Regions from separate parts of the Mus musculus genome. Here all the other regions are linked to region 1. A link is a contact called in public promoter capture Hi-C data. All regions are on one chromosome and are shown on one strand. The core of a region is the stretch at or near the end of the contact, and the rest is flanking DNA. Distances in the headings are between cores, read along the strand shown. Region 1 holds the start of Fan1 (FANCD2/FANCI-associated nuclease 1). Region 2 holds the start of Chsy1 (chondroitin sulfate synthase 1). Region 3 holds the start of Selenos (selenoprotein S). Region 4 holds the start of Snrpa1 (small nuclear ribonucleoprotein polypeptide A'). Region 5 holds the start of Tm2d3 (TM2 domain containing 3). Region 6 holds the start of Tarsl2 (threonyl-tRNA synthetase-like 2). Region 7 has its middle 110 kb from the start of 4930554H23Rik.

Region 1 (3,801 bases), core at 754-3,253:
CTACTGCCATAGTAACTGAAGTACTGTTTGCACAGCAGATATCACCAGGCACAAGAACTGGTTTTAAATGGGCCTCTCCTTGACACAGAGAGCCAGCCCGCAGTACTCCCACAGTGACTCCTCGTGGTGGTCATCAGACTACTTACTGGCCCTCCCATGGCACACAAACCAGACGAGGAAGCTCTGAAAGCCAACAGGCCGAAGGTACCTGACAACTGGTAAAACCTGGTGATAATCGCCTTCTCCTGCTCATCGAAGAGCTTCATGTCCTCTTCGTTCCCAAGGAGGGCCTGCAGCACCACCAGGAAGCTCCGCAGGTAGTACGGGTGACTCAGTGCCAGTTGAGCTGTCTCACTGGGGCCACCGCAGCTGGACCCCTGCTCCAGAGGGCAGTGTAAGACACTGCCAGCTTCCCTGACAAGCTCTTGGTTGTTACTCCACGTAGTCATGTCAGACATGTCAACATCGGTAGGACCATTTGATTCTGCCTCCCCAGACACCAGCGTTTTGGCCGCAGCATCGAAAGTCATTTGTACTTCTTTGTGACTGCGCACCTCGAGCGGCTCAGCAAGCCCTACATCTGCCCTTCTGGCACTTTCTTGCTTTACAAGAGTGTCTCCCGGAGAGGATTTCGTGTTACTGACGAGAGTTGAATCTGAGGACAGTAATATGGAAGCATGCTCTGCAGATGCAGGGGTGAGGGCTGGCTCCCCGCAGGAAGCTTTCTGGCTTTCATCTCCCGTTATTTTATTGTTCTTTACCTTCTGTTCTGAAGCATTCTCTTCTTTTAGAGGTGCACATGAATAAATGTTTTCCTTTTGGGAACTGTTCAAAACCTCATCTTTGTCTTCCATCTCTGGACAGTTATCAGTCAGGCTGGTGCCAGGTGTGGACGGAGAAGTCTGTGGGCACTGACTGGCTAGTCCCTCATTCTTAGCGAGTGATTTTTTAGCGTTTAAGTATCGTCTGGACAATTTCGATGTCAGACTTCCCAAAGGCATAATTTCTACACTCTGATTTGGAAGCTCATTTTGATCTTTGGACACTAAGGCATCTTTAAAGTAGGGACTGGTCTGCTGTTGTATGCCCAGTTTTGAACCACATTGGACAGAAATTAAACTTCTCTTTGGTGGTGATAATTTCTGAGGTGTCACATTCTCTAAAGGACCACTGGGTAAATCTGATGTAGGCACAGTTGGACTCATTAATCCAGCCTGAGCAGGCTCTACTTGAACGTCATCACCAACACCGTTGTTAGCACAAGACTCATCAAGGTGCCGAATGAGGTCATACCTGGGCACCATTTTATGACAAGTTGAACATGCAAGTTTAGCAGGTGGTGCACTGTTAAAATACGAAGTAATCGAATGACACTGGCTTTTTGCAGTTTTGCTGGTAGATAAGCTTCTACGGGGTCTTTTTTGATCAGGTGATTTCCTTTGTGACGGCATGACTATTAGAGAAAGTGGGCGACCCAAGAAGAAAATCAGGTCATCTCAGGTAAGGACCGAAATGTTTTACTTTCATTCACTTGGCTTGAATTAGTAAAAACAACAACAAAAAAAAAGGGTCCCTGCTACCTCCTCATCAGTTAATACAGCGGCCACCCCAGGTGAAGGACCCTAAAGGGTTACTTTTACTCTCGCCGTGAACTAATACAAAGTGAAATAGCATTTGATGTCGTTATTCGTTCAACTTCTTCCTACAAAATAAAATACATGAGTTAAAAATATTTTTATACATTTACGGGGTCGGCCGACAACTGAAACGTAGAATGGCAACTTCTGGAACGAGAACCCTGAAGTGGATACAGATCGGAGCGGACCTGCAGCTCCGCGCATGCTCTGTGTCCCTCGCTTCGGAAGGACCAAGCTGCACTTACTTTCAGGGCCTTTCTAAGAACCGTTTGTCTTAAAAAGAGGACGCTGACTCGCTCAGACTCCCCTGAACTCACTGCAGCGGAACAGGCTGAGTCGCTCTCAAAGGGCCACAAGGCGGGCAGTCGCTCTGCGCAGCCCGGACCAGCCAGAGCAAGGCGCTACAGGCATCCCCAGCCGATCCCCGCGTCTTCGCTCCAAGGCTCAGCTAGTGGAGGACAGAGTGATCGAGCAGAAGGCGGACCAAAAGAGAAATGGAGTGTGTAGACTGAGGAAACTGTGACATGATTGTACTCTACTACCTCAAGAGCTTTACACTAAGGTAGCAGAACATTAACCGTTGTGGTGGTAATCCCTTTTTGTTTTGTTTTTTGAGTAAAGGTTTCTCTGTAGACCTACAGACTCACTCTGTAGACCAGGATCACCTCTAACTCAGAGATCATCCTGCCTGTGCCTCCAGAGTCCTGGGATTAAAGCCATGCCGTCATCTCACCCAGCATTCCTAACACAACTAAAAATTAATGAAACGCTATGATACGCTAATCATGATAAATATTTTATGATTAGTTTGACTTGACATGAAAGAAGGACCAGAGAAAGTTAGATGAACAGAGAGAAAATAAATAGAAAAACCAAATAAATCAGGTCAATAATGACAGGAAATGGTCATGATTAATATACTTTAAAGGTAAAACTAGTCCGATTAGACTTAAAATGTAGTTCCTAACTATGTGCACATACAAGAGCCTGGTATAGCAAATTGTTAAAATTTCCACAAAAATACAAACTATGTAATAGTTAAATCACTGCTAAAACTAACACCTTAAAGTGTGGGGAGATGAGATAATTACTCAAAAGTATTTATTCAGAGGAAAAAGATAAATCCTATTTTGAATAAAATTTAGGATGTTTTTGGGCGTGGTGATACACACCTTTAATGCCAGCACTTGGGAGGCAGGAGCAGGCGGATCTGAGATGGAGGGCAGCCTGGTCTACAAGGCTTCTTGTGGCTGCATAGTGTGACTCTGTCTCAGAAACAAACACCAACTTGGGGAGATTTTTAAATGTCCTATTAGTGGGGCCATAGTCAGAGAATGGCCCCCAAACTCATGTGTTAAAATATAATGGCTGGGACTGAAGAGATGGCTCAGCGGTTAAGAGCACTGACTGCTCTTCTGAAGGTCCTGAGTTCAAATCCCAGCAACCACATGGTGGCTCACAACCATCTGTTAGGAGATCTGACGCCCTCTTCTGGGGGTGTCTGCAGACAGCTACAGTGTACTTACATGTAACAGTAAATACATCTTTGGGCCGGAGCAAATGGGACTGAAGAAAGAAGAAAACGTAATGGACAAAGGGGAAAATGTTGGCGTATTTGTTGTATTACATCATTAGGTTCTCATATCTTTACCTCAGTTCCATCTCTTATTCCACCCTTCTCCCTTCCACCTCCCTAACGCTAGGTAGGAAAGAATATTAGAGGGGAAAGGAGGCATAGACTTCTATAGGCTACTTTCTGTTGCTGAGGGTCGTCCATCCTTCTTCATCAGAGTATCCAGCAGTCCAGCAAACCAGCAATTCAGCAATAGCAGATGCAACAGCAGCAGAGGCAGGAGCATGGGGAGCAGCAGCTACCACAGGCTCTCTCCGGGCTCTGGCATTTAGACCCTCTCCAGAGTCCCAGAAGTAAACTATCTGCAACTGGTAAAATCCCCCTAACCCCAACAGAAGACAGTAATATTTCACAGCTGTATATAATCTGAAGCAGCCCCGTATCCCACACCTGGGATTAAAACAAAAACATATTCATATAACCTAACTGGATTTTTAAAGAAACCAAAACTACAGGGGAAGGTGTAAGCCACACACATGAAGGTGCTGTTTTGTGAAAGAAGACACAGTAGTGGGAGAAGAAAATCAAGAA
Region 2 (3,801 bases), core at 610-3,109, 1.7 Mb after region 1:
TGGTTATGGTCTTACTGGAACCTTTCTCTATGGTTTCCCAGCCTGTAATTCATGGCTAGGTGTCCTGTATTTCCCAGAGACCACTGCTGGAATCTGGTCTTCACTACACAATGAATATTTTATCCTTAGATGTGGACCATCTCTTACAGGGAGAGTCAGGGGAGGGGAGGCGATGAACTATTTTTGAAATAAATCACACGTGTCAAAGAAAGTGGTACTATCCAAAGAATAAACAGGAGTAGCCACCATTCAGTGGTGGGGAGGACTGTGCTTCACACAGCTTTGTGGCTTAAACTGGAATATTTCTGTTGTTTGATTTATTAATCATGAAAAGGAGCTACAAGAATAGGCTGCCCATCCACCCACCCCACCCCACCCCACCCCACTCGAAGCACTCTTGTTTTGTTGTTGTTTTAATATTTATTTATTTTATGCACGAGTACACTGTCGCTGTCTTCAGATACACCAGAAGAGGGCATCGGATCCCATTGCAAATGGTCGTTAGCCCCCATGTGGTTGCTGGGAATTGAACCTCTGGAAGTCAGTGCTCTTAACCGCTGAGCCATCTCTCCAGCCCCATTTTCTATCTTTTTGTTTGTTTCTTTGATTGATTAAATGAGAACTTCTTAGGCTCTGGGACCGTAGTTCAGAGGATAGAGTACTGGCCCAGTGTATCAGAGGTCCAGTGGCTGATCCCTGGCACCAGGGCTGGTAGCACACAGGCCTGGAATTCAGGTGACTCCAGTTCCATAAGCAAGAGGATCTGGAGTTCAAAACGATCTGCAGCTTCAGCTAGCACCTGGGCTCTATTAGAGCAGGTCCAAGTGGCTACTTTGCGATTATAATCCTAACACATTGGTGACTAAGAAATAAAATTGGTATTTACAAACATTTGTCATGTGGGCACCCAAGTTGAAGGGCTTTCGTTTTTAACAAAACGTATAAAAGTTAAGACAGAGCAAATATAGGGAAACTGGTATCCAACTTAAAAATCCATTCAGCGAGCCTAACTTACTTGGAGACCTCCAGAATAGTAAGAGATCCTGTTTCAAAAAACTAGGTGTATGGCTCCCGAGAACCCATCCCCCACACCACGTACACAATCCATATCCGTTTTATAAATCTACTCTTAAAAATACTGACAGACTTAGGTGAGGGGGGTACTAACCAGCTCTCTGCTCACTGGGACTAAATACAGGTATTTATCATCTAGTGGTAACTCACCCACCCATCTCTTCAATATCCATTTAAAAAACTAATATGCCGGGCTTGGTGCCGCTCGCCTTTAAGCCCAGCGCTCGAGAGGCAGAGACAGATCTCAGATTCTCTGAGTTCGAGGGCAGCCCTAGCTACTTAGCGAATTCACGTTTCGCTCCCCAGCCCGCAAATCCCCTAGCGTTCCTAGGTGAACTGTGGCCGTGTGTGGCTCCAGCCCCGCCTGCAGCGTACAAAGCTGCAGTGTGGACCCCGCTGTCCTGGCCACCGAGTCGGGAGGTCGGCCCGGGGAGGGAAGGGCGTGGCGGCTCTCGGGGCATCTGGGGAGCCGGTCAACTCAGTCCACGTGCGGTGCCGGACCGCCGGCTCCCAATGCTGGCGACGGGGGCGTGGCCGCGGGTACCGGGCAGTGGGGGTTGGAGGGACGCCCGCCCCGCTGTCGTCGATGCTATCCCACGCCCCTCCTGCCTGGCCGCAGACTGCGGGGCGGGTGCTTTTTTTTTTTTTTTTTTGGTTAAACTTTGGCCACGTGAACTGCCCCCCATTCACTTTTGCGCCAATCACGAGGCGCGGACGGATCCCGAGAGGGGCCACGGCACGCCGCCGGCGGGCCGCTTCTTAACGCGCGGTGCGTGACGTGAGGGGCTCCTTTGCAATGGCGCGCTAAGCCGGAGGATGTGCAGCTGCAGAGGCGGCGCAGGGCACCGAGAGGGCGGGCGCAGCGCGAGCCGAGCCGAGCCAGCCGGGGGACGCGAGCCGCGGGAGCCGCTGTCGCCTCGCGCCGGAGTCGCCGGCCGCGCGCGCGGGGCATGGTCCCCTCTTAAAGGCGCAGGCCGCGGCGGTGCGGGCGGGCGCGCGGAACAAAGCGCCGGCGCGGGGCCTGCGGGCGGCTCGGGAGCCGCGATGGGCGCGGCGGGCCCGCGGCGGCCGCGGCGCTGCCCGGGCCGGGCCTGGCGGCGCTAGGGCGGGCTGGCCTCCGCGGGCGGGGGCGGTGGGCTGAGGGCGCGCGGAGCCTGCGGCGGGGACAGCGGGACAGCGGCCCGGCGGGCGGAGGGGCGCGGGCATGGCCGCGCGCGGCCGGCGCGCCTGGCTCAGCATGCTGCTCGGGCTCGTGCTGGGCTTCGTGCTGGCCTCGCGGCTCGTCCTGCCCCGCGCCTCGGAGCTGAAGCGAGTGGGCCCGCGGCGGCGCCCCAGTCCCGAGGGATGCCGGCCAGGGCAGGAGGCGTCGCAGCCCGGCGGGGCGCGCGGCGATGCGCGCGGGGCGCAGCTCTGGCCGCAGGGCTCGGCCGCGGAGGGCGTCCCGCGCGACAGGAACTTTCTCTTCGTGGGAGTCATGACAGCCCAGAAATACCTGCAGACCCGCGCCGTGGCCGCCTACAGGTGAGCCCCCCTTTCGTGGATGCCATCGCCTGCATCCGGCATCCTGGCTGGCGGGCGGGCGGCGTTACGGGTTCCCCGGAGGCTTCTCTGGTAGCTGCCAGCGGCTCAGCGCAAAGGCAGCAGGGCTTAGGATGGTGAGCATCTCTCAAGGGCAAGGCTTTGGGATTGAGTACGCTGGCCTCAGTGTGTGTGCCTCTCAACCTCATCTCCAGGGAGACACGTAAGCTTTCTGTGTTCAAGACTTCTTTGTTAAAAGGAACGAGTCTCCCCCATAAGGTGGTGGCGAAATTCAATGTTGTACCTGCGATAGTGGAGGCAGAGTTATAATTTGAGTCTCTAAAATAGGCACTTTGTCATTTCGAAGGGAGAGCCCGCTTAAATTAACCTGGCTAGGGCTCCTCCGTACTGTACTTTAAGATTCTCACTTTTGGTGAGCGTTTCCACTCTGCCTTTGAGCAACACTCTGGTTTGTTAAGTAGAGAAAAAGAACCTTGAGGAAAAACAGTTTGTGTGATCGATTTAGTCATTGTAAGACTGCAGCCTGGTGTTCCCCAGCGCAGCCACCAAGGCGTATGCGTGGTAGGAAGTAACTGGGCCCTAGTAGGCTAAAGGAGTCAGTAGAAGTGGCAGCGATCATGTTCAGGATTAACAAAGGGATTAGCCAAAGCTGCCTTTAGAAAAGGAGATGGTTTTAGAGTGGAGGGCATGGTTAGAACTGTATTTGCATTGAAGTGAATCTGAAATACAAGAGGGGTAGACCCAGGTGAAGGAAGGGACTCGTGGAAACTTTTGTGTGTGTGAAGTACAAAAACCTTTACTGTACGGGTGAAGTCTGGCGTTCTTCCAGGCAGAGACTCAGTGGCAGGAATGGTTTCAGAGCACGGATGTTCTGGGGCTGAGCTTTGTGAGCAGGGCTATACTAGTTGATGTTTGTTTTTACATTTTTTAACCAGTGCTTTTATAACTTGGCTTTTGAATCCAGTTTCTGGTCTAAGTTTTCAGGCAGCAGACGGTATAAGAAAACAAGCATGGCTGGATCTCTTCTTTCTTTAACTCAAGTGAGGGATTGAGGAAAGAGCAGTTAAAGCGTTTAAAGGCTTGACCACCATTCCTGCTGCTAATGTCCAGAGGCTGCGTCGTGCTAAGAACAGTTCTGAATGGCCAGAGGCCACAGGTGGCAGGCTGTATGTGGACTAGCGGAGTAGT
Region 3 (3,801 bases), core at 500-2,999, 1.7 Mb after region 1:
TATGTAAAATAATGATTTCATTATTACACTGTTTTATCTGTGTATCATGTACTTTGATCCTATCCATTCACCTCCCTTTTTATTGGTTTTGGGTTTTTGGTTTTTTTCAAGATAGGGTTTCTCTGTAGTCCTGGTTGTCCTGGAATTCACTCTGTAGATCAGGTTGGCCTTGAACTCAGAAATTTGCCTGCCTCTGCCTCCCAAGTGCTGGGATTAAAGGCATGGTTTTGGTTTTTTAAGACAGGGTTTCTCTGTGTAGCCCTGGCTGGAACTCACCCTGTAAACAGAGCTGGCCTCTAACTCAGGGATCAGCCATCCTCTGCCTCCTGAGTGCTGAGATTAAAGGAGTGAGCCAGCACCTCCTCTTTTAATGAAACTAACCCCTCTTAACCAGTGTGCGGGGATTAAAGGCTTTTAAGGCAAGGTTTCTCTGTGTAGCCCTCACTGTCCTGAGCGTCAAATTCAGAGACTCACCTGTGTCTGCCTGCTGAGTGCTGGGGTTGAAGGTGTGTGCCAACATTTCCCCTCCACCTTGTCTTTTAATGAAACTAAACATTACTTATTTCATCATCATGATTGCAGATGTTAAGGGACTGGATCAACAGGCAAATGAGCAACCTCCTCTCTCGTAACCAGATGTTTCACTTGCTCTGTATGATGTGAGAAATCACCTTAAGCAAAGAGAGAGGGTTCAAACTGGCCTCAGAGGTGGGGTGGCAGTCATCGGTACCAAAAAAGAAAAAAAAATTAAACTGATCCTTTTTTACCACTGAGAAAACTATTAAAATCATAAAACTTTAAAAATTTAGCAATTTTTTAAAAAAGCCATGTTGTGTCTGAAAAAAAAAATCAGCAAATTCATGGCTATCTTCATATTCTTAGCTTCATATCCAGTCATCAAAGTCTATTTTCAAGGTGGTTGATAATGTGAAGTGACTCCAGGCTTTTCTCTCCCATGTCCCCAGATGGAGTCGCTGAATTAGAAGATCCTTAACAGACTAGTTTTTATGACACAGTGAGTTTTATTTCCATTTTGGAGATTCAAAGTCCTCAAGCTTGGTACAGCACCGTATAGATTCCATCAGGCTCCTCAGGCTGAGTCATCTCACGGTGGGGTGCACAGAAATCTAGTCTCTTTTTCTCTGGGGACACCCACATTGACCTCATATAGTAGTTTCCCAAAGGATCCCACCTTTAAACACCACAGAGTTCTCACCTTCTTAATCCCATTAATCTATGGAAACTTGATTCCATCAGTTCCTTTTCAAATCGCAGCTATCTCCTTTATTGCCTTCCTAGTATGTTGCAGAGAACCATTACAAAAACTGTGGTAATGTAACACATAAGAGCCTAAGTTGAAGTCATTACTACATTAATTCCTTCCCTTGAGACAGTGGATCAGAAGAAAGGAATTCTAAGTAGATCGCTTTCCGCACGTTAGGGGAGGGGAATCTATGCTGCAAACCTTTAGGGCCCGGTGACAAGGGCGGGACTCAAATCTCATCTCCAGGAGGTTTCAAATCTCTTGAGCCTCAATGTCCAATCAGTATCAAATACAAGATCGGTTATCCGAGCTATGCCGAGTTGAGCTGCGAGCTCCTCCCTGAAAGTCAAACGCGCTTCCGCCTGGGCATCTTTCAGCCCCGCCCTCTGGTCACACCCCCCCTGTGATTGGTCGAGCGTCGAGGTAGGTCGAGCCACGATAGGTCAGTACCGCCACGGCAGTGAGCGCCACGTGTACATAGGGCCGAACCGGAAGCGCAGAGCAGAGAGGAGCAGCGGGCTTGTCGTTGGTGGCGGTGGCGGTGGCCGCCATGGATCGCGATGAGGAACCTCTGTCCGCGAGGCCGGCGCTGGAGACCGAGAGCCTGCGATTCCTGCACGTGACAGGTCAGGGGCGGCGGGCGCCGCCATGCTCGGTGGGTCGGCCTCCAGGAGGCTTGGCGTTAACGCCGCGGACTGGCCGAGCCTGCTTGTTGGGCCGGAGCTCACCTTTCTCGAAGTCGCCCTAGCTGGGCGGGCGCTCGCGGACTTGGCTCACGGGAGTCCCTTTAACATTTTCCTTTTGCAGTGGAGTCCTCCGCCCGGCGTTTCACTCTACCCGACACTAACACACTGTTGTCTCACTCCTTAACAAAGTGTAACTCACGGAGTCTGGATGGCCTTTGCTTTCCTGAATCAGATAGACACGTCCCCTTTAGTCCTTCAGAACCTAGCTGCTGGGCTCTGCACCCTCCGGGCTACTCCCGAGTCCCCTTGTAGTTGAGAAGTTTCTGTACCCAGCGATTCGCTTCTTAGGAGTCCATTTCCAGCTAGACTGTGAAGGTTCTGAAAGAAGAAGCTATGACTATTTTTGTAGAGTATTATTGAAAAAAATGCTATTACCATTTCTGAAACTGGTTTCTTTCTCTTTTTTTTTTTTTTCCCCCCAGTGGGCTCCCTGCTGGCCAGCTATGGCTGGTACATCCTCTTCAGCTGCATCCTACTCTACATTGTCATCCAGAGGCTCTCCCTTCGACTGAGGGCTTTGAGGCAGAGACAGCTGGACCAAGCCGAGACTGTTCTGGGTTAGTGCCATGTGGTAGAAATGAAGGCGCCTGTCATTTACTTAGTGGGTGGTGGCAAGACATGCCTTTGAGGTTTGAAAGATTTTTATTGAGATGCAAAGACTCCGTGATGGTGTATAGCATACTCAATGCACATCTTGTTCGGTGCATGGGGACCAGTCCCTGGAGATGGCCAGGTCTTGTGGAGGAAACAAGAAGTGTCAAGGGGCGGGGGTGGGGGTGGGGGGATCAGGCATTGGGGTCCTGGGAATCTTGCCACCTGACTGACTGGAAGTGGGGTGCTGCTTTATACAGCACTCCGTAGACAGGGATGGATTCATAGATCATATTTTTGTCCCCAGATGTATTTTAGCTTCCTCGTAGTCATAAGTTTAGCCATCATTGATAAACCGTGACAGAGCAGAGTTATCTTTTACAATCATTTTCCCTCATCAACCCCGTAGCCCATTTTTTTAAAGAATCTAGAGGCATATTTTGCCAAAGCATGACAGTCCATTCTCAGGCTGGTAGCTCTTATGGTTTCAAAGGCACTAGACAGAAAATCTCCAAGCCAGCCTGGGTAGGTTGTCATGTCCTATGGCAGTAGATTAGCAGTTTATTTAATCAACTTTTGATGGTTAGAGTGCTAATTGTCATTAGGCCCAAGGAAAATCTTCAGGCCAGAACTGCTACAGTTATTATTCAATTTTGGATGTAATACAATGTTTTTATCTTTGTGGAATTTATTTTTAGGTCTGAACTTGGTATTCTTTTGTTCCTTGGCCATAGGACATCACAGTGGTCCTGCATAGACTAATTTTTCCAAGGGAGGTCTTAATCCCTCATTCTTCTATCATTTATCCACACCATCCTTTGTCCATCAGGATAAGCCCCCGTGTAGGGCAGAGATAACTCAAGCCGGTTTAACTTTGTTGTTGTATCTTTTTCCTGGAGGGGCATTCCATATGTGCCCCCCCCAATGTTATATATGCCACGTATTCCCCTGAGTGACAGGAGGAAGAGGCTTTAACCTGATTGATCGGCTGCCAACCTCTCCAGCCTGCTGAGTCTTATTTCTCTTTTAAGTTTACCTTGTTCTAATTATCTTGTGCCTGAGTAAATGGAGAGGCGAGTGCGTGATCCAAGGATATCTTGGAGCCTGAGCCTCACAAGGAGATCTCTGGTGTCTTTATTTGAGACACAACCTCCGGGCCTAAGGAAGACCCTCAAGTAGAGCCAGATAAGGATGTCTCCC
Region 4 (3,801 bases), core at 379-2,878, 1.7 Mb after region 1:
CTGATTAGCTGGAGCAAAGAAATTAGCAGTGACTAAGAAGAGACCAGCATTACTGGAGTGAAATCTTCTGGGAAGTGTGTTCTGAGAGCCCAAAGAAAATGTGTTCCAGAGATAGTCAAGGTTGTACCTCATGCTGCAGCTGGACTTGGTAATGTATAAGAATCACCCAGGTGATGCTAGTTTTGAAGGCACAAAGGGATTACGAACAGCAGCTGAGGCTTGGCACTGTGAGAGGCCAGGGATGGTCACTGGTGAAGGTGTAGCCTCAGTTGGAGTTGATGGCCCAGGGCTGAAGGGGTCACCACTACATAAACTCACTCCAATAATCCTAGCACATGAAGATGGAGGCAGGAGAGTGAGCTGTTCAAGTTCCTTCTCAGGTCAGTCATTCCATGACTCAGCAGGTAAGAGAGTGTGTACAGCTCTTTCAGAGGACCAGAGTTCAGATCCCAGCAACCACGTGTAACCCCGACTTCAGAGTATCTGGCACCTCTGGCCTTTGTGGGTATCTGCACTCATGTGCCCAAAACCACAGAGATATAACAAATAATTTCTAAAAGTATTTTTAAGAGTGTTTTCTGCTCATGCTGAGGACCAGGGGTTGACTTCTAGCACACATGTCCAAAGGATCACAACGGCCAGCTCCAGGGAATTTTAGGCTGAAGCCTCCCCTGCACCTATACACAGGTGGGCATGTACATTAATTAGTAAGCTATGATTTAAAAAAAATACGCATATGATTTCGTGCATTTAAGGCTTGGCACTGTGAGAGGCCAGGGATGGTCACTAGTGAAGGTGCAGCCTCAGTTGGAGTTGATGGCCTAGGGCTGAAGGGGTCATCACGTATACACAGGTGGGCATGTACATTAATTAGTAAGCTATGATTTAAAAAAATATGCACATGATTTTGTGCATTTAAGCCTTTGGAGACAGAGGCCAAGGCTCTGCAGGTATATTGTATTCACTGTGGGGCACTCATCACATGGCAATTTCTGATATGTGTATTCCCCTGCACTTCGTATGAATTTTTTTGGTGTTGTTTGTTTGCTTGAGATAGAGTTTCTCTGTGTATCCCTGGTTGTTCTGGAACTGGCTCTGTAGGCGAGGATGGCCTCTATCTCCGAGATCCACCTCCTTCTGTCTCCAAACTGCTAGGATTAAAGGCATTCTCCATCACAGCTAGTCAATATGAATATCACTTATGGTTTATTTTATTTGTGTGTGTGTGTGTGTGTTTGCGGTTGCCGGTGTCTGAGGAGGCTAGAAATGGACGGCAAATCCCCTGAGGCTGAAGTTACAAGCAGTTGTCAGGTGTCCAGACGGATATTGGAATGCCAACTCAAGTCCGTTACAAAAGTTGCAAGTGCTCTTAACCTCTAAGCCACCTGACCAGCGCTTTGGTATGAACACCTAAATGTCTACAGGCTACAAGTTCACCCTCAAGCTTTAAGGTGACTGTACCAGGTCAGAAGGGTTCTGTTTTAAGGCAATCCAGCCTACGGGTCCTGCCCCTTACCTGCGGAAGCCCAAGTTAGACATTTAGGAACTTGACTTTCAGGAGACTTCACAGTCTCCGCCCCTTGTTGGGTGGAGAAGGGAGAGTAGTCCCAACTACCCCTCCCTTGAGGTTCACTGACGTGAGACAGAGCATCCCTCGCGTGTTCTTATCTTTTGGATTAAAAAAACTGGAATCTGGGCTCCCCACACTCCCAGGCACGCTCAAGCCCAGAACCCAGAAGCAAAGACACGGGGGCTACGTCTTCGATTGCTTTAGCCTGGCGGTCGAGCTGCGCGGGGATACGATTGGTGCTGTCTGGCGGCGAGGCGCGGTGCACTGTGGGACACGGCACTGGCGGGAGGCGCAGGCTGGTGTCGGAGGTGAGGGTCCGCGGGCTGCGACAGGATGGTGAAGCTGACGGCGGAGCTGATCGAGCAGGCGGCGCAGTACACAAATGCCGTACGGGACCGTGAACTGGACCTCCGGGGTGAGTTAGACGGAGCGCGGGCTGTGTTCCGGCCCCGGCGCGTGGCTGCGGGAAACCAGCCCCGCCGCGTGCGCAGAGGCTGGAGCCTGGCCCGTGGGCCTCCACCCGGGCTGGGCGCCTCCGATCCACCGTCCCGCAGGGCCCTTTGGGGCTGTTTGTTACCGGCGTTCCGGCTAGCAAACACGGCGCCTCGATTCCTTCCCCGGACCGTACTCACTAGGCATTGCCCCGCTCATCGAGCAGCTTTAACTGTTGGAGGACTAGGAAAATAGAAAACGCTACGGACAGGCCGGCTGCTGGCTGGTGTTTTTTGTTTGTTTGTTTGTTTGTTTGTTTGTTTGTTTTTTAGCAAAAGCGTTAATGTGGCACCTGAGGGTAGGGTGGATATGTACCAGAGTTACCTTAATTGCCCCAATAATTCCGGTTTGGTTTTGTTCATTTGTTTTTGAGACAACGTCTCGTGTATTCCGAGCTGACTTCAAACCGTTATATAGTTAAGGTTTATCTCGAACTTCGGACCCTCTTGCCTCCACTTCCTGGGAGCTGGGTTTAAATGCCTGCACCACGTTTATATGGTGCTTTGGATGAGCCCAGGGTTTCATGTCTGTCAGGAAAGCACTCGCGCTACTGAGCCAGACCCGCAGCCCCGGATAATTTGGTGTTTTCAAGATTGAGCTGTTTGACCGTGGCATAATGGTCACTTCTGTGTGTGGGGTGGCGGAACTCACCTGTTCAGTTCTGACAGAAGTAGCACTTGATTTTTAAAACATAGAACTGAGAGGTAATCGTTAACTATTCAGGAGATGGCTTTGGAAGGGGTTAAGATTATAAGACTGTGACCAGAGGCAATCAAAGTCTCGGGGGCGCTGTGCACTGCCATTTTTGAAAGTTTCTTCCTGCCTATGGGAAATCCTAGTGTTCTTTGTGTTTGTTGAATGAAATTAACTTTCTTGGAGAAAAGTCCGGTTCAGGAGCATCTGGGTCCTTTCACTGTCTTGGCACAGTTTTGATGTCTGCTGTCTCTCTGAAAACCGTGCAGTCTGGAGAATGCTTATTCTGCTACCATATCTTTTATTGCACTCCTTCACAGCTGGGTTGTGTCCTTCCTTATAGTACCTAGCTCAGTGACGAATGTGAATACCTCATAGACGTTCTTAATAAACCATGGGCACCAATACTAGTAAATATGCCCATCTGTTCTTCCTCTTGCCTTCAGCCTCTTCAGTTTTACTTCAAGCTTTGTAGCACTAAGGCCTCCACTTAACCCTTTCGTCATTTACCTTATTTTTGTTCAGTGCACGGCATGGTGCTAGTGCCTGGTTAATACTTCCCGAATGGGAGCGCTGAGTCAAATTCCATCACATACTCCTGCGATTTTCAGGACTTTTCATTTATATTAATATTTGTTGTATGTATGTTTTCCCTCTACAGGATATAAAATTCCGGTTATTGAGAATCTGGGTGCCACCTTAGACCAGTTTGATGCTATTGATTTTTCTGACAATGAGATCCGGAAACTGGACGGTTTCCCTTTGTTGAGAAGACTGAAAACATTATTAGTGAACAACAACAGAATTTGGTGAGTGACTGCTAGTGAGAATACTTTCTTCCCTTAAGTAAGTGTTCTAATGTACCCTGAAGATAATGGGGTTTTGGTTGTTGTTTTGTTTTGTTTTAATGTATATTAGTTTTTTGCTTGCAGGTACCACACACCCTCCTAGTGCCTCTGGAGGCCAGAGGAGGGCCTTGGCTTCTCTGGAGCTAGGTTTACAGATAGTCCTGAGCTGCTCCAGCTGTAGGAATAGAATCTGGGTCC
Region 5 (3,801 bases), core at 962-3,461, 1.3 Mb after region 1:
AATGTTCGAACAAGAGACAACAAAATTCATGGAGAAATATCAATAGCTTCCGTCATTGAAAAATTGAAGAACCTCAAAAAATCACGTACGCTAAATGCCGAGGAAGACTTCTGAAGGCTTCTCCTTGGGCTTCTATATAACCTTGTTTTGACTTCTGAAATGTATTTTCCCTGTCACTTAAGATATTAGTACTTCTAAGAACCCTAGGGCCACTTGTAGGGCTCTAATGAGTTCAACCTAAGAAGGAAAAGTGATTATTTGATATAAACAAAATTTTAATTTGTTGTGTTCTGAGACTAAATAGGAGAAGCTGGAGAAATTTGCAAGCTATCAAGACTCCAGAGACCTCAGTGATAAAATGGTGTCCATTCAAAGAGGGGAACACTAGCGAGAATTATCAGAAATCATGCTTTGTTTCTTTCTCAAAAGATGTGCTTCCAGCCTGGGGGCTGTAGCTTCGTGACCAGAGCATCCGCGTTGCATGTATGAGGCCTGAGCTCCATCCCCAGCAGCCACCACCTCTCACCCAACAATGACAGGAATAGGCTTTCAATAAAAGCCCATGGCCCTTTTGTAACATGGAGGGGAGATGTCTTATTTTCTAATACACACATCTCAGGTATTTTTATGGCTGCTTTACTAAAGTTCACACTGAAACTCATGCCCAAAGCTGGAATTGCTATTTCATTTAGTGTGCAATCATAAGAGAAGTACTAATATCCTGTTAGTGGCAAAGGACTATGAAACCTCAAAGAGATTTTGTACAATCTGTTATTTGCATTGTGAGTTAAGAGTTACAGTTTTAATGCTTCTAATCATAATTCATTATATTTATCTTTAGAAACACTAAAGTCCTAAATAAAATGCATCACATGGTGTTTCTAGAGCCTCGGTATGTTCCATTGTTGGACGCTTGCCTGGAGTTGAACCACTGCTTTCCTGGGGTGTTTCACTTGTATGTTGAATCGAGTATATTTCTGATTTTTTTTTTTTTAAATCAAGACTGGGTTTCACGATGTAGTTCTGGCTGGCCTAGAACTCACTGAGATTTGCCTGTCTGTGCCTCTGGACTGCATTTCTGATATATTTAAATTATTTTTATTTTGTGTGCATGGGTATTTTGTCTGTTGTCTGGGCACTGCAAGAGTGTCTTGTGCTTATAGAGGTCAGAAGAGGGTGCCAGATTCCTGGAACTGTAGTTCTGGGTGATTGTGAGCCGCAGGTGGGTGCAGGGAATCAAATCTAGGTCCTCTGGAAGAGCAGCCAGTGCTCCTAACTGCCGACTCAGCTCTCCAGACCCTGTAGTTCCGATTTCAACCTTATTGTCTTGGCACTTAATTAAAATACCGTTATGCCAAAGAGAAATTAGTTACAGATTTATTTCACTAGGTGCAGCAGAATTCAAATTAGATGCAGAGAAGCATCAGTCTTTGATATATTATTGATTCTCCTGAACATGAAGAGTGAAGCATCATAGATGAAACCAGTGTGAGGGTGTAGGGTGCGAATTGTAACCATTTTTAAAGCTAACATTTACTGCAGGATTGTTGTGCGCCGAACACCATTTCATGTACTTTTTCACTTATCAGATGTGCAAGTGGGAATTTGGGGACCCCAAAGTGCAAGTCAACAGAGAGAGACATACCAACAGCATGCTTCCTGAAGTATATGCCATAGAAACAACGTAGGTTGCAGAGAGCAGCTCCCCCTCCTCGAGGTTGCTCTCCTGGCCAGTTTGGGGTTGGACTCTGCTCCTACGTGAAAATTCCACACACTTGGCTCTTGTCCCAGGCCCTGAGACCTAACCTGTTTTTCCAGTCTCAGAGGAACTCTAAACTCCGCGTGTCCCCCAACAGGCTGTGGTAAAACCTAAGGCAGGAGCCCTGGGTCCTGGTGCATGGGACTCTTGGAGCTGCTTCCCTGGCTTCATGGGTCAGCGGAACTAAAATGGGCTAACCACATCGCATCACAACCGTTTCCCAGACTCCCAATGGAAAGAGAAGGGCATCTCTTCAAAGGCAGTGAGGGGCTATTCTGGTCCGAGCTACTTCCTGCTGCTGCGGGTCCCCAGTTTCATTCATTTCCCTTGGCCAACAGCACTCAGAGCACGGCGACAAGGAGACCACCCAACCTCCGAGCTGGGAAGCAATGACACCCGCCGGCGGCGCCCCGCAGCAGTGCGCCTGCGGGCCGCGCCCGGACACGCCCCCTTCGGCGCGCCCCCACCACAGCCCCGCCTCCTGGCCCGGAAGTGCGCACGCGCAGCGACAAAAATGGAGGCTGCGGCCGAGCCGCTGCGGTCTGTCCGCCACCTGTCCCGCGTGCTGCTTTTCCTGTCCCAGTGCTACATTCTGTCGGGAGATGGTGAGTTCAAGGCTGGGGGCCGCACCGGGTGAGCTGGTGGCAAGGGGGTCCCCGGAGCCGCAGGAGGCCGGCGACCGACGCCTGGGCGCCGCAGCCCGAGGCCGCAGCACTGCGCTCCAGCCCGCCCCGAAAACCGGTGTTCCCTGAGTCGGTAGCCCAGAACCCCAGTCGACCCCGTCATTTCCGTTTCTTGAGCCGTAGATGCCCAGTGCAGCCCCTACCTGTTAAGCACACAAACCAAGGGTATCCTATCCCATGATAACATGCCTTTCTAATTGTAGGATCCTTAAATTTAGAGCATTCGCAGCCGCTGGCTCAGGCAATAAAGGATCCGGGCCCAACACGTACATTCTCTGTAGTTCCCAGGGCAGCAGGTACTAGACGTTTTCTATTCTAGTAAATGTGCATATTTATAAGGAGTAGTTGCCCGCCCCCCTTTGTTTTCGATACAGGTTTCTTTAGTATAAGAAGTCGCCTTTTGGTTTTGGCTGTTAGATGTGGTGTTGTTTAGATATGTAAATTAAGGGCAGACAGCCGCTTTCAGTAGACAGTTTTGGTCTTTTTGAAATCTATGACTTACCTCTTCATCCAGCCTTACAGGACTCTTCGTTTCTGTTTATTTTTTATTTTCCACTCTCTTCCAGTTCTTTAGCCAGTACTGTTTTCCCTTGAGTTAAAAACCAACCAACCAAACACCGAACTCTACAATGCTTCCCTAATGTTATATGATGTGCTGGGTTAAGAAGGTTGGATAGATACCTGGAGGATAATCCGGGTGAGATCGGGCTTTGAGGGATCTTTGTTTCCTCACCTTTGCAGCCACTGTAGTTATCTTGATTTAAGGCCTTTTCAGCCTTGTGATTTGAACCTTCCAACCTCGGGCCACATGGAGATAGGAACAATAGTGGGAAATGGTATTTATAGCGTTAGCCACTTCATGTCACTTCCAAGTATTCCTGTTTTGCTAACTGTCCGCTAGCTCTTTAGGTTCATCTGTTTGGAGTCCTATTATTTCAGGGATTGGACTTGAAACTGGCAGAGGCATTTCACAGATTTTTATTTCGACGTATATACTAACACCAGTATTTTCTAGAATTGGAGGGCTGAGGGTGTTGTCATTTTTGTGGTGGGGGCGCGCCGAAGGGGGCGTGTCCGGGCTTCATTTTTCCATCAGTAACTTTTGCTGGAAAGGACATTGGATTGGATTTGGAGAGCTGTGTGTTCTGGTTCCAGTTCTGTCCAACATGTCCTCTGGTATTTTGCATAGACTCTGCCTTATCCAAGCTTTAGTTTGTCCTCTGTGCTAATAGCTCTTGGGTCTGACCTGGGCCCACATTGTCTCTCAATGAGCACTTATAGTTTTCATGGCCATGTGGGAAGCAGGAAGGAGAGACGTTTTACTAATCACACCAGTTAGCAGGTCACAGCCAGCTGGTG
Region 6 (3,801 bases), core at 391-2,890, 1.3 Mb after region 1:
TTAACTCCTCAGCTCCTTCCACCTATTCCCCAGAGTTACATTTATCCACCTGTCTGTCCACCTTGCTCACATTACCCAGACTCCATTTCTCAGAGTAATTTCTCACCCTTGAACTATCCCACCCCAAGATAAACCCTATTTTGGAACTCTTATTGCCTCCATTACCTAGATTACATCATGAGACATGTTTGACTAAATGCTACCCTCTGTGCCTTAGTTTCTGCATTATACATGGGTATAATGGTATCATCTCTTTTAATGAAGATTTAAGAAGTGACTATTTCCAAATCGCTTCGTTCATGTCTTGGCACATTCTAGGAACTTAAGAACAGTAAAAGCCAACTTTTGTTCTTGCCACAGGAAGCTTCTTGCTCATGGTTATAAGAGAAACAAAGTCATGTGTGAACTTATTACTGGAGTCTTTAGAGTCAAAGCCTGGCTTCTGGAAGTTTCAACGACATAAGCTCAGCTAACCCTCTGAAACATGCCAATTAAAATGACAGTTAACAATAAAAAGCAGAGAAAGGAGATTTATTCATTGTGGTTACAGTGGGAAGATGAACAGCTACAGGGGTTCAGCCACCTACCCCAAGCCCGTCATTGGGGTGCTAATATGAGGTTTAAGTTTAAGTAGAGGCCAGTGGTGGAGGTGTGGCTCCATCATCGGCTTAGTTCCAGTCTGTCCAGCAATTCCTAGGGCAACTCCTCCCCCAGGGGGCAGCAGGGCTTCAGCCCTTTCCTGCTCCAGGATGAGAGCTTAATTCTTTGCGGACCACTGTTTCCAAAGTCCGATAGCACAAATGTTTCTACTTAAAATAATCTTAAGACAGTTATAAACAGCATTTGCTCTAGACTCAAATAGTGAACAATGTTGTGCTGGCCAGGCTGAAGTTTTTGTAGTGCTCTTCTGTGTGTCCTTGCCAAGTGCCACTGTATTTGCACAGCCTTGGCATGAAGGTCTATTTTCAATGGCCGCTTTTCAGAACCTGTTTGCACAGTGTGGTGACTGCAAGAATTTAAGAGGGGAATGAAAGAAATCCATCAGGCTTTGCTAACGGTTTGGACAATCTGGTCAAGAGACGCACCTCCTCTGGGCTTCAATATCTCAAACTCCAGTTTCATTAGACTGAACACACTTCCAGTAGCACCTGGACATGCCTCCAAACGCTAAAGATGCCCATCCGGTGGTCCCACTCCTGCTGCCTAGGTCCAGAGCGTAGTTCTCAATCCTGCAGTGCACCCAACATTGGCCGTGTTCCTGCCCGTGCTCCCTGCCACACTCCCCTGCCCATTTTCCTTGTTTTATGAAGCATTGCTCAGCCGTCTCATCTTCCCCAGCGATGATGCCGCGCTGTCTCATCGCTTCTCCTCTGAAATGATGCCTACCCTTGCCCCTCCCATCACTCCTGCCCCGCCCTTCATTATCCTATAGCCCGCCCCTCTTCTTTGCCCATCGCCTGGCCTCTGCACAGTTGCCCCGATATGGCCCCGCCTCTTGCCCGTGCATCGCTCCGCCCCATGCAGGGATACCCAGCTCCAGCCCCGCCCCTCTTCCTCCATCGCCCCGCCCCATATAGTGATGCACCCCCACTTCACCCCGCCTCCCGAAGTCCTTCAGCTCCGCCCCGCCCCGTCTCCTTGTCACTCTGGCTGGGCTGGCGGGCTCAGGTGGCACAGGGAAGCTACCATGGCGGCCCAGGCCCTGGCGGCTCAGGCGGTGGCCTCGCGCCTGCAGCGGCAGGAGGAGGACATCCGCTGGCTGTGCGCGGAGGTGCAGCGCCTGAGGGACGAGCAGCTGCGCGGGCCCGAGCGGGGCCAAGCCGAGGGCCCGCGCCTGACACGCGAGGTGGCACAGCTCCAGGCGGAGAACCGCGACCTGCACCAGCGCCTGTGTGGCCTGCGGCTGCGCCTGGCGGAGCAGCGCCGCACCGAGGCCGGGCGAGCGGCGGCGCACGAGGTAACCGGCGGCCCAGGAGTACGCACTCAGCGGGTTCCAATTCTGCACCCGGGTGCGGACAGGGCTGCAGGGTGTGTCCCCGCCCGCGCCCTGCCCACTGCCCACGGCCTGGGGAACCGCTAGGTTTCCACCAACCTCCTAACTGACCAGCTGGTATAATTTCTCAGCTCTTCATTGGACAGACTGCAAACAACATTTTTTCCCTCCAGTAGCAGATCAAACTGAGGTGCATGCCTCTAATCCAGAACTCTGGAGGCTGAGGCAGGAGGATGGCTGAGAATTTAAGGCCCGCCTGGAGTAAATATTGAGAATCAGGTCGGCCAGGGCAATATGAGAAGACGCTGTCTCAAATAAAAACTTTTTAAAAGGCCGCTTCAGTGTTTAAGAGTCACAGTATCCTTGGAGAAGAGGACCTAACAGTTTCTATTCTCTCTGCTGGCTGGTTCTGTGCTATCTGAAGACAGGTTATTTTTACTGTCTTATTTTGGTGGTTTGCTTTGAGGCCTATATGTGATCTGTATATTTAACAGAAGTATTTGATTACAGTATTTTCATGTTTTAGAAGATTATTAAGTAACAAATTAGAAGAATTTTTTTTCTAAGTTCTAAAGGCTTTCTAAAACTGAGGGGTTTTTGGTTTTTGTTTTGTTTGTTTGTTTTGTTTTTGCTCTGGCAACATCTAATGAAATAGTGCAATGAATAAGAGTCTGGTGGCAGCCACAATTTCCAGTGACATTATTTGTTTAAAGTTTAGGGAAGAGTGACAGAGAGACACAGAGACTGTGTGTGTTGCAGGCTATGGGACCCATGGCCTTGTGAATACTGGGCAGTGCTCTATTACTGAGCTACACCCCCAGTTTTAATGTGCTCGGACAGATAGGGCTGAACTCTGAAACCAGATCCCTGAGGGTTATAAGTAGATCCTGGTTCCCACAGCCCAGCCGGGACTCTCCAACCATGGGCCCTGCCGTGAGCTCTCTGGGTTTCCTCCTTCCCCGGGTTTCTCATGTACTGCTCTTGCCTCCCATTATCTTTCAGCCTCCTACCCAAAACCAAGAGAAGGACACAAAGAAGAAGAGGCTGAAGCAGAGTGAGCCTGGCCGGGAGGTAAGTCGCTGCTGTAGAAATGGAATGTTCACTAGTAATCCTGGGTCTGCGGGACGTAGGGTAAGGACATAGTTACTGGTGAAATTGTCTGGACCACACCAGTAACCTCTTAGAGTCAAGTTAGCCACTGGCTCAAGGGCTCTCTACTCTTTTCCTTCTTTCTTTTCTCTTTCTTTTGTTTTAGTTTTTTCTTTTTTTGTTTGTTTGTTTTTTGTTTTTTCTTGAAACAGGCCTTCTCTGTCCCTCTTACCTAAGGTCTTTGAATACTATACCCATGGACATTTCTCTCTCCCACTATTTACAGTGTATCTATGCAATGTTACATGGTGTAGCAAGGCTTTGGCTGTCCTGACACTCTCTCTGTCAACCAGGATGGCCTCAGAGTCACAGAGATCTACCTGCCTTTGCCTCCCAAGGGCTGGGATTAAAGGGTGGGCCACCACCACCCACTTTCTCCACGTTTTTTAAAGGTGAAATAATAGAGTTCTGACGTCATATTTCCTGCTTCTACCAGCAAGGGTTTATAGAGACCCAGCACTTGTTAGGCCCAAAGGAGGAGTACCTAGCCTCAAAGGTACTACTCTGGCTATAGAGGTCAGACAGACTAAGGACAAACAAGTAGAGGTAGACTGAGATATGGCACAGGCAGCCCCCAATGTGCACATACATGTTCTTCACTTGTGGATTTTAAAATCTGAAAACACTTGGGGAAAAATGCCCTGTACTGACTGACTTTT
Region 7 (3,801 bases), core at 969-3,468, 1.0 Mb before region 1:
TGATGGTTGACTCTGAGCATCTGCATCTGTATTGGTCAGGCTCTGGCAAAACCTCTCAGTGGACAGCCACACCAGGCTCCTGTCAGCAGGGACTTTTTGGCATCATCAATAGTGTTGGGTTTGGTGTCTGCAAGAGTTTCATTGCATTAAAATTTTAATTTGAACCTTTCGTTTTGTGTGCTAAAGGAAATCTATTAGCTGATGTATGCCAGAGAAATACAAGATTTTTATTGTGACAATAATCAAGTTTCTTGATAATCATTGAAGAGGATTGGTAAATAGATTATGACTAATCACCTGCAAAAACAATACTTGTAAAGCCAGGTATATTCTGTGCCATGGTAGTATCAATATAGGTTACAGCTGTTTCTTTGAATATGCTCTAGGTTTTGTTCTTAAACCACCTAGCAAAAAGAGAAAATGAGCCTTAGTTGGAAAGTTTGAGTCTAGCATAGAAACTTCATGTTTGTTTGTTTGTTTCCCCTTATTACTTACTTATTGTCTTACTTGTCTTCCTAGGCTTCTAAAACAGTGCTGACTAGGAGCTGTTAGTATGTTCGTCTTTCATCTTCCCAAAGCTTAGGGAGAAAACATCTAATCTTTCATCATTAGGATAATTTTGATGGATGGGGGTGTAGTTCAGTGGTGGAGCACTTGCCTAACCTAGGTTCTGGATACAGTATTGATACTGGAAGGAAAGGGAAGGTAAAAGGGAAAGAAAGGGAGAGGGAAAGGGAAAGAGAGAAAGAAAGAAAGAAAGAAAGAAAGAAAGAAAGAAAGAAAGAAAGAAAGAAAGAAAGAAAGAAAGCAGGGAGAAAGGATGGAGAGAGAAAGGAAGAGAAGGAGGAAGGGAGGGAGGGAGAGAGAGAGGAAAGAAGGAAGGAAGGAAGGGAGGGAGGGAGGGAGGGAGGGAGGGAGGAAGGAAGGAAGGAAGGAAGGAAGGAAGGAAGGAAGGAAGGAAGGAAGGAAGGCAAGCAGGCCGGCCGGTCATTCCTTTCAAGCTTTTACCCTAACAATTGCTACTTTAAAAAAAAAAAAAAAATCTCTGTCAGACCAGTATTCATCATCATGCACCTTAAAATTTTATCCCAGCTCTGAAATATGATTGTGAAGTGGGTTTACATACAAATGAAGGGATCTCCCCACATGAAACCCACACCCACAGCCTATTTTGAGCTGTGCTTCTGATATCAAGTCAATTTCATATTGAGTCACTCAGCTCTTCAGATCTGGCCTGTGTGTATGCTCCACCTAGTGGCCAGCTCTGCTAAGTATGTTAGGACCCAACCTGCATTTGCAGCTGACTCCAAAGTACTGGCTAAATGGTATGTCAACTTGATACAAGCTAGAATCATTTCAGCAGTGAGTATCTCAACTGACAAAAAGTTTCCACCAGTAAGCATTAAACAAGTCACATGCACTCTTCTCACTCTAGTGTTAGCTCGTGTGTATTTGTGCTTAGAACTGGCTATTTGGTATTGGGTAATTTTTGACAGTGCCATGTTCCTGGAGAACACGGATTCTCCCCTTTAACCAGCAGTTAATTGTCTGAAACCCTTCATCTGGTGGTGAGTCCTCTAGAGACTTTCCCCTTTCATGTTACTATATCTATTGGTGTTGTCCTTGCTCAGTTCTTGTTTAGATGACCATATTTGTTGAGGTATCATAGGTGAAGATTTGCTGTCATTTCGTGGAGGCACAATCTCACAGCAGATTTCCTGGTCCTCTGCTATTAACAATCTTTCCATCCTCTCTTCTCTGATGTCCCCTTTGCCTGGGATGCATGGGCTGTGCTGCAGATGTATCAGCTGGGCTGGGTACTTCATTATCCTTTGTTCTCTGCATTTTGACCAGTTGTAGATATTTGTAATGATATCAGCCAACTGCAAAAAGAAACTTCTTTGTTGAGAAGTGAGAACTACACTCCTCTATGGTTGTAAAGATATGCAGCTACAATGCAGTTAGATACTAGACTGGTTTAATAAAGTGGCTGTAATAGGCATTGAGAGCCAGACCAACCCCAGGAGGTCTCAGGAGTTCTCCTCCATGTCCTTGCTCCAGAGCCAACTTGGCAAGGTCAGTCCGAGGCTGAGGCCTGGGTGGCAAAGGAATTAAGGTCTTTGTTCCTGGGAAGTTGTCCTCCCCACACCCCGCTCAAAAAGACTGGAGTTACTAGTCCAAAGACCTTTGCACTCTTGCTCAATAATGCTCTTGGGATACCCGGTATTCCCTTTGTGAAACATTATTTGATTAACCTCCTACTGACTTTGTCCATTATATGACAGCTTCTGTTGACTGTCCCATTTCTTCCCTGGAAATAGTATATAAGGTGTTGTTCTTCCTAATGAGCTTGGTTGGCCTTAGACACATTTTGTGCAAGACTTCCTGACCCCCAATTTTCTTATATTCTCTACCTTCTATTCTCTTTACCTTCTAATCTCCTTATCCTCACTGCCCTTGATGGATATTTGCTGCACACCTTTTGTTGTATTTATGCTTCTTGCTGTTAAAGGCCTCTCTCCAAAAGCTAGACTCAGGTAACAAAATGCTAGTGAAAACAAGAATGAAATCAATGAAAGTTCCCTGGGGAAAAAACAGTTATGCAGAAAACTGAGTTTTTCTTGAGAACTTATTACTTCAATATATATTCAGATCACTAAAGAGTGTTGTTAGTAAGCATGGGGAAAAGGGTTTGAGAAGAGTTATTAAAGAAGAAAAACTTAGGGAAGTTTTAGAAACTGACAAGCTGTAATTAAATTACTAAGCTTTTAATGTTCAACTTTAGAAACAAGAAACTTGTATGTATAGGAAGAGATTTTGATCGTGCAAGCTTATGACAAGCCTTGGTGCCTTCCTGAAGGTAAAAGTAGGCAGTTTTAGGAACCCTGATCCTCTTCTGTTCGTTACAGAATTGTAATAAAGATAGAGATCATATTGAAACAAGGGTTCAAGGCAGAGACGCCGAGGCAGGCATCCTGGCTCAGGGAACTGCCTGCCTTCTGAACAGACTTGTCAGACCAGAACTTCACTGATAGACTGCCCTTGCTGAAGCAAAGGGGATAGACTATACTTTAAGAATCAAAGAAAAAGGCTGGGCGATGGTGGCACACGCCTTTAGTCCCAGCACTGGGGAGGTAGAAGCAGGCAGATCTCTGAGTTCAAGGCCAGCCTAGTCTACAGAGTGAGTTCCAGGACAGCCAGGGCTACACAGAGAAACCTGTCTCAAAACAAACAAACAAACAAACAAAAAACAAAAAAAACCAAAACAACAACAAAAAAGAATCAAAGAAAAAGGACAGTGGACAGTGGTCTTATGTCAAATATAAAAGAAATATAAAGGAAGGAAAGAAGAATTAAATAAGGGCTGAACTTCTATAGAAAGCTGTTTGATAAAATAGGTAGCAGGAAATAATTTTTGATCTATTAATCTTAAGCCAAATTGAAACAAATCAACTTTAGACAGAGTCATTCTGTCTAGCATTTCTGTAACCGCTAGGTTTTACGACACCAATCTTAAGAACATATTGAGTTTAAAGAAAATTGATTTTATCATAATGTTAATTTTTAGTTCTTATAAAATTGCTGTTTGCTTGCTTTGTTCTTCTTTCAATATTCTTATGTAATCAAGGAAGATTTTAGAAGAAAATGTATTTGAAAAACTGTGTAATCAACGCATAAAATTTCTGAGGAAATTACTTTATGTTTAAATAAAGCTTGAAAGAGACAAAAGTCATCAGAGTCAGAAAAGCCATGCCAAGATGTGGTTCTTCTCTCCCGTCTCTCATAAAGCACAAGGCATCT

The links. Promoter capture Hi-C pulls out the DNA fragments that hold promoters and counts their contacts. Capture Hi-C pulls out chosen DNA fragments and counts their contacts.
Region 2: a promoter capture Hi-C map of liver shows a contact between it and region 1, with 3 times the contacts expected there. The contact joins the promoter of Chsy1 here to the promoter of Fan1 in region 1. A contact is called at or near these places in 1 of 39 promoter capture datasets (liver) and 1 of 115 datasets of contacts at active chromatin or transcription factors (large pre-B cells).
Region 3: a contact with region 1 is called in a promoter capture Hi-C map of pre-B cells, with 2.7 times the contacts expected there. The contact joins the promoter of Selenos here to the promoter of Fan1 in region 1. A contact is called at or near these places in 7 of 39 promoter capture datasets (the 3T3-L1 cell line, the C10 cell line, embryonic stem cells and 3 more), 4 of 484 Hi-C or Micro-C datasets (the G1E-ER4 cell line, cardiomyocytes, granulocyte-monocyte progenitors and 1 more), 1 of 115 datasets of contacts at active chromatin or transcription factors (large pre-B cells) and 1 of 9 other capture datasets (adipose tissue).
Region 4: a promoter capture Hi-C map of pre-B cells shows a contact between it and region 1, with 4 times the contacts expected there. The contact joins the promoter of Snrpa1 here to the promoter of Fan1 in region 1. A contact is called at or near these places in 4 of 39 promoter capture datasets (the C10 cell line, liver and pre-B cells), 2 of 484 Hi-C or Micro-C datasets (the G1E-ER4 cell line and cardiomyocytes), 1 of 115 datasets of contacts at active chromatin or transcription factors (large pre-B cells) and 1 of 9 other capture datasets (adipose tissue).
Region 5: a promoter capture Hi-C map of pre-B cells shows a contact between it and region 1. The contact joins the promoter of Tm2d3 here to the promoter of Fan1 in region 1. A contact is called at or near these places in 4 of 39 promoter capture datasets (the C10 cell line, erythroid cells, liver and 1 more), 1 of 484 Hi-C or Micro-C datasets (CD4 T cells) and 1 of 9 other capture datasets (liver).
Region 6: a promoter capture Hi-C map of adipose tissue shows a contact between it and region 1, with 4 times the contacts expected there. The contact joins the promoter of Tarsl2 here to the promoter of Fan1 in region 1. A contact is called at or near these places in 2 of 39 promoter capture datasets (the 3T3-L1 cell line and pre-B cells), 1 of 484 Hi-C or Micro-C datasets (the G1E-ER4 cell line), 2 of 115 datasets of contacts at active chromatin or transcription factors (astrocytes and large pre-B cells) and 1 of 9 other capture datasets (adipose tissue).
Region 7: a contact with region 1 is called in a promoter capture Hi-C map of liver, with 2.5 times the contacts expected there. The contact joins the enhancer-like site here to the promoter of Fan1 in region 1. A contact is called at or near these places in 3 of 39 promoter capture datasets (the 3T3-L1 cell line and liver), 1 of 115 datasets of contacts at active chromatin or transcription factors (astrocytes) and 1 of 9 other capture datasets (adipose tissue).

What each region holds. Positions count from the first base shown.
Region 1 is chr7:64,372,053-64,375,853 of GRCm38.p6, forward strand. Fan1 (FANCD2/FANCI-associated nuclease 1) reads right to left here and starts at 2,004. Exons shown (of 14, transcript NM_177893.4): 1 at 1,883-2,004; 2 at 209-1,702. The coding sequence starts at 1,451.
Region 2 is chr7:66,107,633-66,111,433 of GRCm38.p6, forward strand. It overlaps Chsy1 (chondroitin sulfate synthase 1), which reads left to right and starts at 1,860. Exons shown (of 3, transcript NM_001081163.2): 1 at 1,860-2,595. The coding sequence starts at 2,279.
Region 3 is chr7:66,077,900-66,081,700 of GRCm38.p6, forward strand. Selenos (selenoprotein S) reads left to right here and starts at 1,750. Exons shown (of 6, transcript NM_024439.3): 1 at 1,750-1,890; 2 at 2,433-2,567. The coding sequence starts at 1,815.
Region 4 is chr7:66,058,708-66,062,508 of GRCm38.p6, forward strand. It overlaps Snrpa1 (small nuclear ribonucleoprotein polypeptide A'), which reads left to right and starts at 1,629. Exons shown (of 9, transcript NM_021336.4): 1 at 1,629-1,985; 2 at 3,417-3,564. The coding sequence starts at 1,904.
Region 5 is chr7:65,691,206-65,695,006 of GRCm38.p6, forward strand. Tm2d3 (TM2 domain containing 3) reads left to right here and starts at 2,212. Exons shown (of 5, transcript NM_026795.3): 1 at 2,212-2,364. The coding sequence starts at 2,274. Gm33234 (a long non-coding RNA gene) reads right to left here and starts at 2,237. Exons shown (of 2, transcript XR_391545.3): 1 at 1,646-2,237. It overlaps Tarsl2 (threonyl-tRNA synthetase-like 2), which reads left to right. Exons shown (of 19, transcript NM_172310.2): 19 at 1-888. The coding sequence ends at 114.
Region 6 is chr7:65,643,258-65,647,058 of GRCm38.p6, forward strand. Tarsl2 (threonyl-tRNA synthetase-like 2) reads left to right here and starts at 1,641. Exons shown (of 19, transcript NM_172310.2): 1 at 1,641-1,957; 2 at 2,996-3,064. The coding sequence starts at 1,688.
Region 7 is chr7:63,334,098-63,337,898 of GRCm38.p6, forward strand. No RefSeq gene overlaps it. Among named protein-coding and RNA genes, the nearest start is that of 4930554H23Rik, 110 kb to the right of the region's middle. Within about 2 kb of position 2,219, at least 3 of the 459 cell types and tissues checked have an H3K27ac peak or open chromatin away from gene starts, as enhancers often do. A contact at or near this core is called in liver, where this site is marked.